Linked DNA regions of Macaca mulatta: region 1 is linked to region 2. Evidence: chromatin contacts called from public Hi-C data. All regions are on one chromosome and are shown on one strand. The core of a region is the stretch at or near the end of the contact, and the rest is flanking DNA. Distances in the headings are between cores, read along the strand shown. Region 1 holds the start of SREBF2 (sterol regulatory element binding transcription factor 2). Region 2 holds the start of SMIM45 (small integral membrane protein 45).

What was found. A called contact is a pair of places that touch in the nucleus more often than the background predicts.
Region 1: a Hi-C map of blood shows a contact between it and region 2, with 4 times the contacts expected there. The contact joins the promoter of SREBF2 here to the promoter of SMIM45 in region 2. A contact is called at or near these places in 7 of 14 Hi-C or Micro-C datasets (CD4 T cells, blood, cortical neurons and 3 more).

The regions. Positions count from the first base shown.
Region 1 is chr10:9,671,771-9,678,272 of T2T-MMU8v2.0, forward strand. SREBF2 (sterol regulatory element binding transcription factor 2) reads right to left here and starts at 2,826. Exons shown (of 19, transcript XR_013398949.1): 1 at 2,574-2,826. It also overlaps a transcript of CCDC134 not described here.
Region 2 is chr10:9,549,026-9,555,657 of T2T-MMU8v2.0, forward strand. It overlaps SMIM45 (small integral membrane protein 45), which reads right to left and starts at 4,573. Exons shown (of 2, transcript XM_077949549.1): 1 at 3,713-4,573. It overlaps CENPM (centromere protein M), which reads left to right and starts at 4,382. Exons shown (of 6, transcript NM_001194334.2): 1 at 4,382-4,501; 2 at 5,024-5,103; 3 at 5,515-5,607. The coding sequence starts at 4,445.

The DNA.
Region 1 (6,502 bases), core at 1,576-4,075, 120 kb after region 2:
ACGAAATATATATATATATGTGCGTATATATATAAATTAGCTGGGCATGGTGGCACATGCCTTAGTCCTAACTAGTCGGGAAGCTGATCTGGAAGGATTGCTTAAGCTTAAGAGTTCAAGGTTTCAGTGAGCCTTGTGCCACTGCACTCCAGCCTGGGCAACAGCCAGACACTGTCTCTAAAAAAAAATTAGGTGGCTCAGCCAGGCACGGTGGCTCATGCCTGTAGTCCCAGCACTTTGGGAGGCCAAGGCAAGCGGATCACCTGAGGTTGGGAGTTCAAGACCAGCCTGATCAACATGGAGAAACCCTGTCTCTACTAAAAATACAAAATTAGCCAGGTATAGTGGCGCATGACTATAATCCCAGCTACTAGGGAGGCTGAGACAGGAGAATCACTTGAACCCAGGAGGCGGAGGCTGAGGAGAGCCAAGATCGCACCATTGCACTCCAGCCTGGGCAACAAGAGTGAAACTCCGTCACAAAAAACAAAAACAAAAAAACAAATCAGGTGGCTCACACCTGTAATCCTAGCACTTTAGGAGGCCGAGGCAGGAGGATCATTTGAGCCCAAGAATAGACCTCACCTCTACAAAATTCAAAAAATTTGCTGGGCGTGGTGGTGTGCGTCTCTGGTCCCAGCTACTTGGGAGGCTGAGGTGGGAGGATCGCTTGAGCCCAGAAGGTCAAGGCTGCAGTGAGCTGTGATTGTGCCACTGCATTCCAGCCTGGGTGACAGAATGAGACCCTGTCTCAAAAAATAACTAAATAAAAAGTAAAATTTAAAAGTTAGATAAATAAAATAAGACAAGTAGGAACTGATCATGGAATAGGAATGCAAAATGCATATGAATTTCTTTCTGTGCCCGTGGGTAGGCAGCTATAGACATACAGTACTTTCTACTGGCTCTGTAATCTTCAGTAAATTAATGAACCACCCTGGGACTCACTTTCAGGTTCTGTGAGAGGGAGATGACTAGTATAACAGTTCTCTCTACCTGACAGGGTTGTTATGAGGATTGAGAACATTAACATGTATAAGTGTTTAACACCGTCTGGCACGTAAGTTCTCAAAACATGTTAGCTGCCCTTGCTATATTCCCAACCCCCACCTACCCCACCCCCCATTTGTTAACCCATTTCTGTATTTAGGAGCACTTAGTAAAGAGTCTGTGGTTAGAACTGGGGCTTCAATTAAGAGTCTTACCACACTGCCCACATGACCAAAATGGAAAGCAAGGACAAACGAAGGGGAGAAATATTACAAAAGCAAAATGGGAAAATGGCAAACAGATTCTTTTCAATTAGCTGCTGCATTTATCTCTTCCCCCAAAAGAGGATCTTCTGCTGCTTCTGTTTCTTCATCTGCACAATGGGGATGTAGCCATCATACATGCCTGCAAGGCTGTAGTGAGATCCTGGACATGAAATCATGCTGAAAACTGAAAAGTACAATGCACCTGTGTTTCTGCCTAAGCTCTCTAAGGTGAGTGGCCTTAGATAAGTCAATATCTCCTGGCCTCAGCTTCTTTAATTACCGTATTAAAATAGGGGTAATAAGAATATCTCACAGGATTGTTGTGAGGAAGAAGTGAAATAATACAAAGTATTTTGGGGCCTAGAACATAAGAGTGCAATTATCGAGTTAGTAAGATTACTAGCCTAGTCAACTGGACTCTTTCCTGAAAGGAGGGGTATGGAAAAACCAATACTGGCCCAGGAACTGCAAGAACTAGGCTCTAACCAGCCGGGTGACCTTGAGCAAGCCGCTGACCCTCTCTAAATCGTGGTTCCCGTGGTCGCAAAATGAGTATTTTAAGAGAGGATCCCTGGGCTCCTACCAGCTCTTCCACTCCGCTGTTAAGGCGCCGGAACAAAGGCCACCCGCTCCCCAGCCCGTACCCGAGGGGCCACAACTCAAAATTCCTTCTGCTCAATTCCCTTTGCAGCGTGACAGCAGGAGCGCCCGGCTCTCCATCCCGGAGAGATGTGTCCACATGCCGCCGCCACTGCTCTCTTCATCAGCAACTTGCTTCTGCAGTCGCTGCCCAAAGTTTCGCGGAGCACCCGGCGACCTGGCCGTCGATCAATTCCGAGAAGCCCAGGGATTCGGGGCGCCGAGACTGGGGGCTGGGCCCCGGGAATCCCAAAGCCGCCCCCGCGTCCGGGCAGGGAGTGACAGGTGCGACGCACGGTCGCGGGCGGCGGGACAGCGGACCACGCAAAGCGCGTGTGGGCGCGCGAGGGAGGCGGCAGCCACGCGCTCTCCTTAGGCCGCTCCCTGAGACGCCCCCGCGACGTCCCTGGCCCCGTGCTCTGGAACCCGTGACCCTCGCGCCGCTTTCGGCCCCGCGGCGCCCCAGATCCCACGGCCTCCCGGAGCGGCGCGGCTGGGCAGGGCTCAAGCTCGCAGCGCCGGAAGGGTTGGGGACCGCCGGGGGGACAGTGCGCACTGGGTTCTTCCCGCGCGAGCCGGGGCTGTCTGGGGGTGGGCGCACGCGCACCCGGGCGCGCCGCCGTAACCCCTTCCTCCCCGCGCGGCCCCCGCACTCCCACCCACCCACCAACCACTCACCGTCGATGTCCCCCAGGGTCAGCTCGTCGCCCAGCTCCGTGAGGGTCTCCATGGTCTCCAGACCGCCCAGCTCGCCGCTCTCGTCCATCGCCCGGCTCAGCGCAGAAGCCCCCCTGCCGTCCCGCTCAGGGAGACGCGGGGGCGGTGCCGTCGCCGCCGCCCATGACACCCGACAACCCCCGCCCGGTACCGCCTCACCGGCGGGTGCCACCCGCCGCCATGTTTGCGTTGCGCCCGGGCGCCGCACGAAAAGGGCGGGGCGGGATTCCCCCGCCCCATCCCGCGCCCCCTGCGGCCCCGCCTCCAGGCCGCGCGCCCCCCTGTTTGTTGTCAATGGGACCAGGCTCATCTCAGCCAATGGGCGCGCGAGGCGGCGCGTGGGGTGATGGCGCGTCATCGATCAGCAGCTCAGATTTGCATAGTGAGGTTCCTCCCCTCGCGGCCTCGGAGCGAATGCCCGGAGTAGCCGCCCGGTCATCATCTTAACCTTCTCCGCCTTGTTTAAAGGAGCCGCTGCCTTCTCCGTTGGATCTGCGCCACACGCAAGTCCGTTCACTGGCCTGGGAGTGAAGGGTTAACAGGCCACCCTCCACCTGCGACCGCTGGCCGCCTCCAGCCCTGGCTGGGAGCACATTACGTCATCTTCCCAGCTGCCTCCCCGCGCCCTGACCGCCTGAGAAAACCGGCGGAGTCAAACCTGGCCCCCCGGCGCTCGGGACCGGAGTCCGGGTCATCCAAGTCCCGCTTCTCCCAGCCCCCTTACAAAGGCGGGCACGGAGGCTGACAGGGTTGCGAATTGTCCCAGGGCGGTCAGGATTTTACGTCTTCTGCTTTGCACCCGCCGTGACCTCGCGCTTTCTCCAGTGGTCCTCAATCCCTGGCACCTTGGAACCACTGAGGACCTGAAAACCACGCCAGTGCCCAGGCCCGCCGCCGGCCTCCTGAGAGGGGGGGGCCCCGGGCATGAGTTTTTTGAAAAAGTTCCACCAGGATTCTGAAGCGCAGCCCACCCACGAATTTCCACTTCTTGAAGCACCTCACTGCCCCGTCTCGCAGCTGGTCGTGTTGTAAACTTCTAGGAATTTAGCCTAAGGAATAAAAATTACAAGTGCTTAAAGAAATGCTGTAGGCCGGGCGCCGTGGCTCACGCCTGTAATCCCAGCACTTTGGGAGGCCGAGGCGGGCGGATCACTAGGTCAGGAGATCGAAACCATCCTGGCTAACACGGTGAAACCCCGTCTCTACTAAAAATACAAAAAATTAGCCGGGGTGATGGCGGGCGCCTGTAGTCCCAGCTACTCGGGAGGCTGAGGCAGGAGAATGGCGTGAACCTGGGAGGCGGAGCTTGCAGTGAGCCGAGATCGCCTGGGCAACAGAGTGAGACTCCGTCTCAAAGAAAAAAAGCAGCACTGTAACTAGGAAGAGGTGAGAATAAGGAAATGAATATGTAAATTACATCCACACGATGGAATACTAAGGGATCATTAAAAATTATGCACACAAATGTATATTTATTGGCAAGAAGAGGCGTTCACAATATATTGATAAAAGGGAAAAGTAAGTTTCCTGCTAGTTTGTGAGAGGCAGCTGTTGCTTAGTGATCAATAATTAAGAACACACAGGCTGTGTGGAGGCAGACACGTGGATCCACTAATTCACTGTGTGTCCTTGGGCTGTTTAATTGTTCTAAGCCTCAGTTTTGTCATCTCTAAAATGGGGATAAAATAGTATCCCTCATAGCTGTGGTTAAGTGAGATTATTTGCACATTCAATTGACAATATTTATTGACCATCTCTGTGGCAGGGAAAAGAATGTGTCCTGCCCTCTGAGAGCTTCCAGTCTAGCAAAACAAACAAACAAAAAAACAAAAAACAAAAAACAGAAATCCCACACCCATATTAAACATAAAAATAAATTACAGATGATGGTACAAGTGATCAAGGAAAGGTAATGGAGGTGATGAAACTAACAAGGGACCTGACTTGTGCTGTCAAGAAGACTGAAGAAGTGACATTTAAGATGAAACCTAAAATTATGAGAGAACTGCAGCTGTTACAGCCAAAGGGGAAATGATGGCATGGATAAAGGCCTCGAGGCAGGAGGAGCTCCTGGTAGCCAGCTCTCAGCTTAAGCTTTGGCATACAGTAATTGCCTTGCATGCTGCTGTATGGCAATTGAAAAAATAAGGATCTGGCCAGGCATGGTGGCTCACGCCGGTAATCCCAGCACTTTGGGAGGCCGAGGTGGGCAAATCATTTGAGGTCAGGAGTTCGAGATCAGCCTGACCAACATGGTGAAACCCCGTCTCTACTAAAAATACAAAAATCAGCTGGGTGTGGTGGCGCATGCCTGTAATCCCAGCTACCCGGTAGGAGAATCACTGGAACCTGGGAGAAAGAGGCTGCAGAATGCTGACATCATGTCACTGCATTCCAGCCTGGGAGACAGAGCAAGACTCTGTCTCAAAAAAAAAAAAAAAAAAAGAAAGAAAAAGAAAAGAAAAGGCGGGGGGCGGGGGAGAGAGAGAGAGAAAGAAAGAAAAAGAAGAAAAAATAAGGATCTATGTGCTCACCCGAAGGTTAAAAAGGATGGAAGACCCAACAGCTGGCTGTCAGACATTGTTATAGGAGTAGTGAGATTTGGGGTGAATTTTACTTTCTTTCTGGCATTTCAGTATTGTTTAAATTACCTTTTATAATGAATGTGTATAACTAATGAGAAATAGTGTCTTTTTTTGGGAAAACAAGACAAGATTGTTCTCGTCATTGTTTACGCACAGGGAGGCTAGTATAGAATACACCAGTCTCACCCCGAAAGACACAGAAAACTAAACCGTGCTCTGGACCCAGCACTGAGCAGGAAGGTGCCACCTTCAACTGTGCTGCCTAGTGGCTCTTGCAAGGCCCCTCACACTAGTGTGTGACTGGTACTCTGGGGGGATTCAGCAACAACTCCCATACAACTCACTCTGGCCCAGGTCACCCCCACAACCCAGAATCTCAGTAACCCCTTCCAGAGGTGGCACACAGCACCTGTTCCCATAGTTCACTGGTGAACCTGCCCAGAGGCTGTGATGCCTGGCCAAGTGGACTGAGGGGGTACAAGTGAAGGTTCAGTAGAAATGGTGGAAGAATAGTGGCTGGACCCGAACCTCAGGAAACACTGGTATTTTCCCTCTGGCCTTGGGTCCCACGTAACTGAACATCTCTTCCAGGTGGTACCTTGCTTTGACTAGCAGGAGGACAAGGGCTGGCTCTGAGATGTAGAGCAGCTTTTGACAAGTCCCTCCTCAGGACCTGAGCTCTTCATCTGAAGAGGGATGGACAGCCGGTCGCGGTGGCTCACACCTATAATCCCAGCACTTTAGGAGGCCGAGGCAGATGGATCATGAGGTCAAGAGATCAAGACCATCCTGGTCACCATGGTGAAACCCCATCTCTACTGAAAATACAAAACTTAGCTGGTCGTAGTGGCAAGCGCCTGTAGTCCTAGCTACTCAGGAGGCTGAGGCAGGATAATCACTTGAACCTGGGAGGTGGAGGTTGCAGTGAGCCGAGATTGCACTACTGTACTCCAGGCTGGCGATAGAGTGAGACTCTGTCTCAAAAAAAAAAAAAAAAAGGAAAAGGGATGGACGAGACTGGTAAATACTACGTTTCCATATCTACCATGGATTGGGTACCTGCTACGGGTCACAGAAGAGAATTTTATATATGGTTTTTCATTTACTTCCTCTGACCCTTCCTCTTCCCTCAATCTTTCAGGATTCAGTTCAGATATTACTTCCTCTAGGAAACCTTCCAATTGGATTAACCAAAAGTATGTACTCCACTGTTTGACACAGAGATGGGGTTAGAGAGGGAAATAATAAGTTTGGTTTTGGAAACATAAGTGATGAGAATTATCAGGTAGTAACAGGGCAAGTATT
Region 2 (6,632 bases), core at 3,323-5,822:
CAATACATAACATAGACAAAGCTGAGGTTGCTTTGGTTCAGTGGTAGGGTGGGGGTGGGGGTTCTGGACCCAATCCACTCAGAATCCCCCCTGTCCCTCACAGGACCCCAAGTCATCTCCCCAGGGCTCCACAGAAGCTGATTTGAAAAACACTAGCCCAGAGGACTCTGATGACCCTGCCAGCTTGGGTGTTCAGGATGTAAGAACCTCCAGGCCTCGATCTGGCCTCTTCCCCATCCCTACCCTTCATCACATATGGATCCTACACACAACTACTTTCTGTCCCCAGAGACTCGGGGCAGCTTCCCCTGGGTTCCTGCTGTTCCTGGCTGCTCCCCAGTGGCCTCTCCCACTACAGTGTCTTGTTTCTTGTTACCAGTGGTAACTCCCTGAAGCAGGTTGGCTCCTTTGGGACCAGGGTCCCCAGGGCGGGCACTCAGCACACACTGACTGAATGGGTCTCAGCCCGGCCCCTCCTGAAAAGTCCCCACCAGAGTCCAAAGTCTTTTCCCAGCCCACCACTCTCTAAGGGCCTCAGTCTCCGGGAGCTCAATCACCTCCGTGGCCTCACCTCCTCCCCTGTTCTTCTTACTCCACCTGCCACAGCCACCGGCCTCCTTGCTACGCCTTGGAAGTGCTTCCCCCTCAGGGGCTTTCCACTTGCACTGCCTTCTGCCTGAGGCCTCTTCTTCATCATACTTAATGGGCTCCTCTCTCACTGAATTCAGACATCTGCTCAAATGTCACCTTAGGCAGGCCTCCCTGCTCTAAAATAGCCTCCTCCCATTCATCTCTTCTCCCAGTCAGCTTTAGTTCATCTTCTTCTTCTTTTTTTTTTTTTTTTTTCCTGAGACGGAGTCTCACTCTGCAGCCCAGGCTGGAGTGCAGTGGCCAGATCTCAGCTCACTGCAAGCTCCGCCTCCCGGGTTTACGCCATTCTCCTGCCTCAGCCTCCCAAGCAGCTGGGACTACAGGCGCCCGCCACCTCGCCCAGCTAGTTTTTTTTTTTTTGTATTTTTTAGTAGAGACGGGGTTTCACCGTGTTAGCCAGGATGGTCTTGATCTCCTGACCTCGTGATCCGCCCATCTCGGCCTCCCAAAGTGCTGGTATTACAGGCTTGAGCCACCACGCCCGGCCTTCTTTTTTTTTTTTTTTTTGAGATGGAGTCCCGCACTGTCGCCCATGCTGGAGTGCAGTGGTGCAATCTCGGCTCACTGCAACCTACACCTCCCAGGTTCAAGCAATTCTCCTGCCTCAGCCTCCCAAGTAGCTGGGATTACAGGCGCCTGCCACCACCACCACACCCGGCTAATTTGTTTGTTTGTTTTTTGTTTTTTTGTGTGTGATAGAGTTTCACTCTTGTTGCCTAGGCCAGAGTACATTGGCATAATCTCAGCTCACTGCAACCTCCACCTCCCAGGTTCAAGCAATTCTGCTGCCTCAGCCTCCCAAGTAGCTGGGATTGCAGGCAAGCGCCACCACACCTGGCTAATTTTGTATTTTCAGTGGAGACGGGGTTTCACCATGTTAGTCAGGCTGGTCTTGAACTCCTGACCTCAGGTGATCCACCTGCCTTGGCCTCCCAAAGTGCTGAGTGCTGGGATTACAGGCGAGAACCACTGTGCCCCGCTTTTTTTTTTTTTTTTTTCGAGACAGGGTCTCACTCTGTCACCCAGGCTGAAGTGCAGTGGCGTGATCTGGGCTCACTGCAACCTCTGCCTCCCCGGTTCAAGTGATTCTCCCACCTCAGCCTTCTGAGTAATTGGAACCAAAGGTGCATACCACCATGCTCAGCTAATGTTATTTATTTATAATAATTTTTAAAATTATTATTATTTTTTTTTTTTTTGAGACGGAGCCTCGCTCTGTCACCAGGCTGGAGTGCACCAGTGCCATCTTGGCCCACTGCAACCTCTTGACTCCCTGGTTCAAGCGATTTTCCTGCCTCAGCCTCCGAGTAGCTAGGATTACAGGCACACACCTCCACGCCCAGCTAATTTTTGCTTTTTTGTTGTTTTGTTTTGTTTTGAGACAGAGTCTCGCTCTGCGGCCAGGCTGGAGGGCAGTAGCGCGGTCTTGGCTTACCGCAACCTCCGCCTCCTGGGTTCAAGCGATTCTCCTGCCTCAGCCTCCCAAGTAGCTGGGATTACAGGGACGTGCCACCATGCCCAGCTAATTTTTGTATTTTTAGTAGAGATGGGGTTTCACCATGTTGGCCAGGCTGATCTTGAACTCCTGACCTCGTGATCTGCCCACCTTGGCCTCCCAAAGTGCTGGGATTACAGGCATGAGCCACCGCACCCAGTTAATTTTTGTATTTTTAGTAGACACAGGGTTTCACCATGTTGGCCAGGATGGTCTCAGTCTCCTGACCTTGTGATCTGCCTGCCTCAGCCTCCCAAAGTGCTGGAATTACAGGTGTGAGCCACCGCGCCCGGCCTATTATTATTATTTTTGAGATGGAGTTTCACTCTTGTTGCCCAGGCTGGAGTGCAATGGTGCAATCTCAGCTCACTGCAACTTCTGCCTCCCGAGTTCAAGCGATTCTCCTGCCACAGCCTCCCAGGTAGCTGGGATTACAGGCATGCACCACCACGTCCCGCTAATTTTGTATTTTTAGTAGTACAGACGGGGTTTCTCCATGCTGGTCAGGCTGGTCTCGAACTCCTGATGTCAGGTGATCCGCCTGCCTCAGCCTCCCAAAATGCTAGGATTACAGGCGTGAACCACCGTGCCCAGCCTGCTCAGCTAATTTAAAATTTTTTTTTGCAGAGATGAGGTCTCACTATATTGCCTAGGCTGGCCTCAAACTCCCAGACTCAAGTGATTCACCCGCCTCAGTCTCCCAAAGTGCTGGGTTACAAGCGTGAGCCACGGTGTTCAGCTTGCTTTATTTTCTTGTCATAGTGCCTACTACTACTTGATTTTCAGGAAGTCCTCTCCACATCCCATGCCATGAGGAATCAAAGCCCTATCTGTGCTGAGGGCAAGGGTTCTACGGGGCCATTTACTTCCTGATCTTTCCAAGCAAGACATAGTTAGTTTAGTCTGCAGTTTGAAGGATTTAGGCTAGACAGTGTCTCTGCTCTCCCAGATATTACAACAATGAGCACACTGTCATCATTGTCTATCCCATCCTCATCACACTAAGTTAATGAATAATGTCTGATTCAACTGTCTTCCCAGGGCCGGGCATTGCGTCTGGGCATAGGAAATGATGAATAAATGACTGCTGAGAATGAATGGATGAATGTAATCCATCCATTCACTCAACAAATATTTATTAACTATGACATACCAGGCACTTTTAGAGTGCTGGACATACAAAGTGACAAAGTCTCTAACTGCTTGTTTCTTACATTTTAGATGGAGAGACAATTAACAAGTTACTATATAACTGTTGGGAGAACCAGTTCGCAATGGGCCCTGGGCGTCCCTGCATGTTCTTGCTGGGTATGCCAAGAAAGCAAGACCCCGACAGCTCTGTACCCAGGCTGCGTTTGCAGCAAGGAACCTTGAAAGATGAGCTAAAGTCTCCCACCCGACAAAGAACAGCATGCTCACCACTCGCTATAAAAGCAGTAAATTGGCAGGGCCTGCTGATGTGCATCGGTAGTCCCAGCTATTCAGGAGGCTGAAGCAGGACTGCTTGAGGCCAGTAGTTTAAGAGCCGCCCGGGCAACATGGCCAGATCCGCTTGGTGGCACTTGCCTGTAGTTCCAGCTACTCAGGAGGCTAAGCCAGGAAGATTACTTGAGCCCAGGAGTTTGAAGCTGTAGTGAGCTATGATCATGTCACTATACTCCAGCATGGGCAACAGAGTGACACTCCAACTCAAAAAAAAAAAAAAAAAAGGCCAGGCACGGTGGCTCACGTCTGTAATCTCAGCACTTCAGGAGGCCGAGGCACGAGGATCACTTGAGGCCAGGAGTTTGAGACTAGCCTGGGCAAGCTGGGGAAATCCCATCTTTACTAAAAATACAAAAATAAATCAGGCGTGGTGACGCACGCCTGTAATCCCAGCTCCTCTGGAGGCTGAGGCAGGAGAATCGCTTAAACTCAGGAGGCAGAGGTTGTAGTGAACAGAAATCGCGCACATTGCACTCCTGTCTGGGCCCCAGAGCGAGACTCCGTCTCAAAAAAAAAAAAAAAGTACTGTGTATGAGCATGAATGAACGAAAGTGTACAAAGAAATCACTACAAATCTGCTTACTGTGGAGCATGGAACAAAAGGCCTGTCCACCACGTGTTCCGCGGGTGGTGCTGGAATGCCCCTCAGAAAAGGAGATAAACGTTCGGTTCCTTTAAGAGGCCCAGTCCCGTCCCGCGAAGCCCCGCCTATAAGGAGGTACGTGCCCCCAGGCCGCGCTCTAGGGGCGGGACTCAGGGCGGTTTGAAAGATCGGCGCGCACAGCAGGAGCGGCGGTCGGCCTTGAGGCTGTGATGTCGGTGTTGAGGCCGCTGGACAAACTGCCCAGCCTGAACACGGCCACCATCTTGGTAGGTGCCGGCGGCCCCGCTTCCCCCGCCGGCCTTTACCTCCTGGGCGGCGCTTCAGCCACTAGGTCAACTGAGCTCCCTAAGGCGCCGAGCCAGTGAGCGCTACCGTAGCGGGACGGGGAAAAGGCGGAGAGCCACGCTTTGAACCAATCGGAGTAGCCGCTCTCTAAGGTTGAGAGACGCACTCACCAATAGGTGCTCGGCGGGCCCTTCCCATCTTCTGATTAGCGGGTTCCCGCGCCTGGATTTGGTTTTTCCGCGTCTGGGGGTCTGGCTTCCTGGAGAGGCCGGCGGTCTAAACGAGGATCGGGTAGTAGAGAGTGCGGTGCCCACAGGCCTGCAGCGGGTCCAAACCTCAGGACCCCAGCCTGTGCCGCATCGCGGGGTCCACTTCTCGGGAAATGTCCTCGGAGCCGCCTGCTGGCGGCGGCCCGATCTCCCCGGGAGTGGGTCGAAGGGCCAGGCCCTCCCCAGGGGTTGCTGTGCCTCTGGCTCGACGGTCCGCTCTCTCTCCCTGCGCAGCTGGTAGGCACGGAGGATGCTCTTCTGCAGCAGCTGGCGGACTCGATGCTCAAGGAGGACTGCGCCTCCGAGCTGAAGGTGTAAGTAGCCGCGGCTGTGGCCTGGGCCCACGTGTCTCTCACTCCAGAGGGATTCAGTCCTAGCTGCTAAACCCCGAAGCCCAGCGCCCCCTCCTCTGAGGCTGGTCCTTCTCCCAGCATGCAGCGTAGCTGGCTAGGCCCATGCCGTCTTATATCCCAACCTCCCCTTGCCGAGGTGGTGACTAAACAGAGGCCCTTTCTGGCAGAGGGAATCAGACAGGAGTAATGTGAATAGGACCGGCCGAGTCCTGCCTCTGTGCTGGCCCAAGGAGTTGTGGCCGCAAGAGCCTCGGGTGGCTAGGATGAGGTGGGGAACCCTTGACGGCCTCTTTCCCCATGAAGGGCACCATTTAAACGGTCGCTGTGAAGGCGGTACGCTTATCTTGAGTCCTGCAATTTCCTGTTTTTCAGCCACTTGGCAAAGTCCCTCCCTTTGCCCTCCAGTGTGAATCGGCCACGAATTGACCTGATCGTGTTTGTGGTTAATCTTCACAGCAAATACAGGTGAGAGCCAGAGGAAGGGGCAGTCAGGGCTTAGGCAGGCCTGGCTCAGAAGTGTGCTGGGAGAGTGACCTAACTTGTGATGGAAGTGGTGAGGATGGGAGAGGCTGTCTGAGGTCAATCCTATAGGGTGAGGAAAGAGGAGGCAGTGGCCAGTGCACAGTGTTTAAAAGACAACGGCCAGGCACAGTGGCTCACACCTGTAATCTCAGCACTTTGGGAGGCCGAGGTGGGCAGATTGCCTGAGACCAGCCAGGGCAACACGGTGAAACCCCGTCTCTACTAAAATGCAAAACATTAGCCGGGCGTGGTGGCTTGCGCCTGTAGTCTCAGCTACTCGGGAGGCTGAGGCAGAATTGCTTGAACCCAGGAGGTGGAGGTTGCAGTGAGCCGAGATCGGGCCACTGCACTCCAGCCTGGGCAACAAAGCGAGACTCTGTCTCAAAAAAAAATTAAAGTCCACCTATAATAAAGAACGAAAGCATAACCTTTGCAGCAACCTGGATGCAGCTGGAGGCCATTATGCTAAGTGAATTAACACAGGAGCAGAAAATCAAGTACTACATGTTCTCACTTGTAAGTGGGGGCTAAACATGGGGTCCTCATGGACACAGAGATGGCAACAATAGACATTGGGGACTACTAGAGCAGGGAAGGAGGGAGGGGGCAACGATTGAAAAACTATTAGGTCCTATGCTCAGTACCTGGGTGATGGGATCATTTGTACCCCAAGCCTCAGCATCACATGGTATACCCATGTAATAAACCTGTACATGTACCCCCTGAATCTAAAATAAAAGTTGAAATTATTTTTAAAAAACATTAAAGGACATAATGGGGCATGGTGGCTCATGCCACTTTGGGAGACCGAGACCGGTGGATCGCTTGAGGTCAGGAGTTTGAGACTAGCCTGGCCAACATGGCAAACCGTGTCTCTACTAAAAATACAAAAACTAGCTGAGCGTGGTGGCATGCACCTGTAATCCCAGCTACTCAGGAGGCTGAGGCAGGAGAATCACTTGAACCTA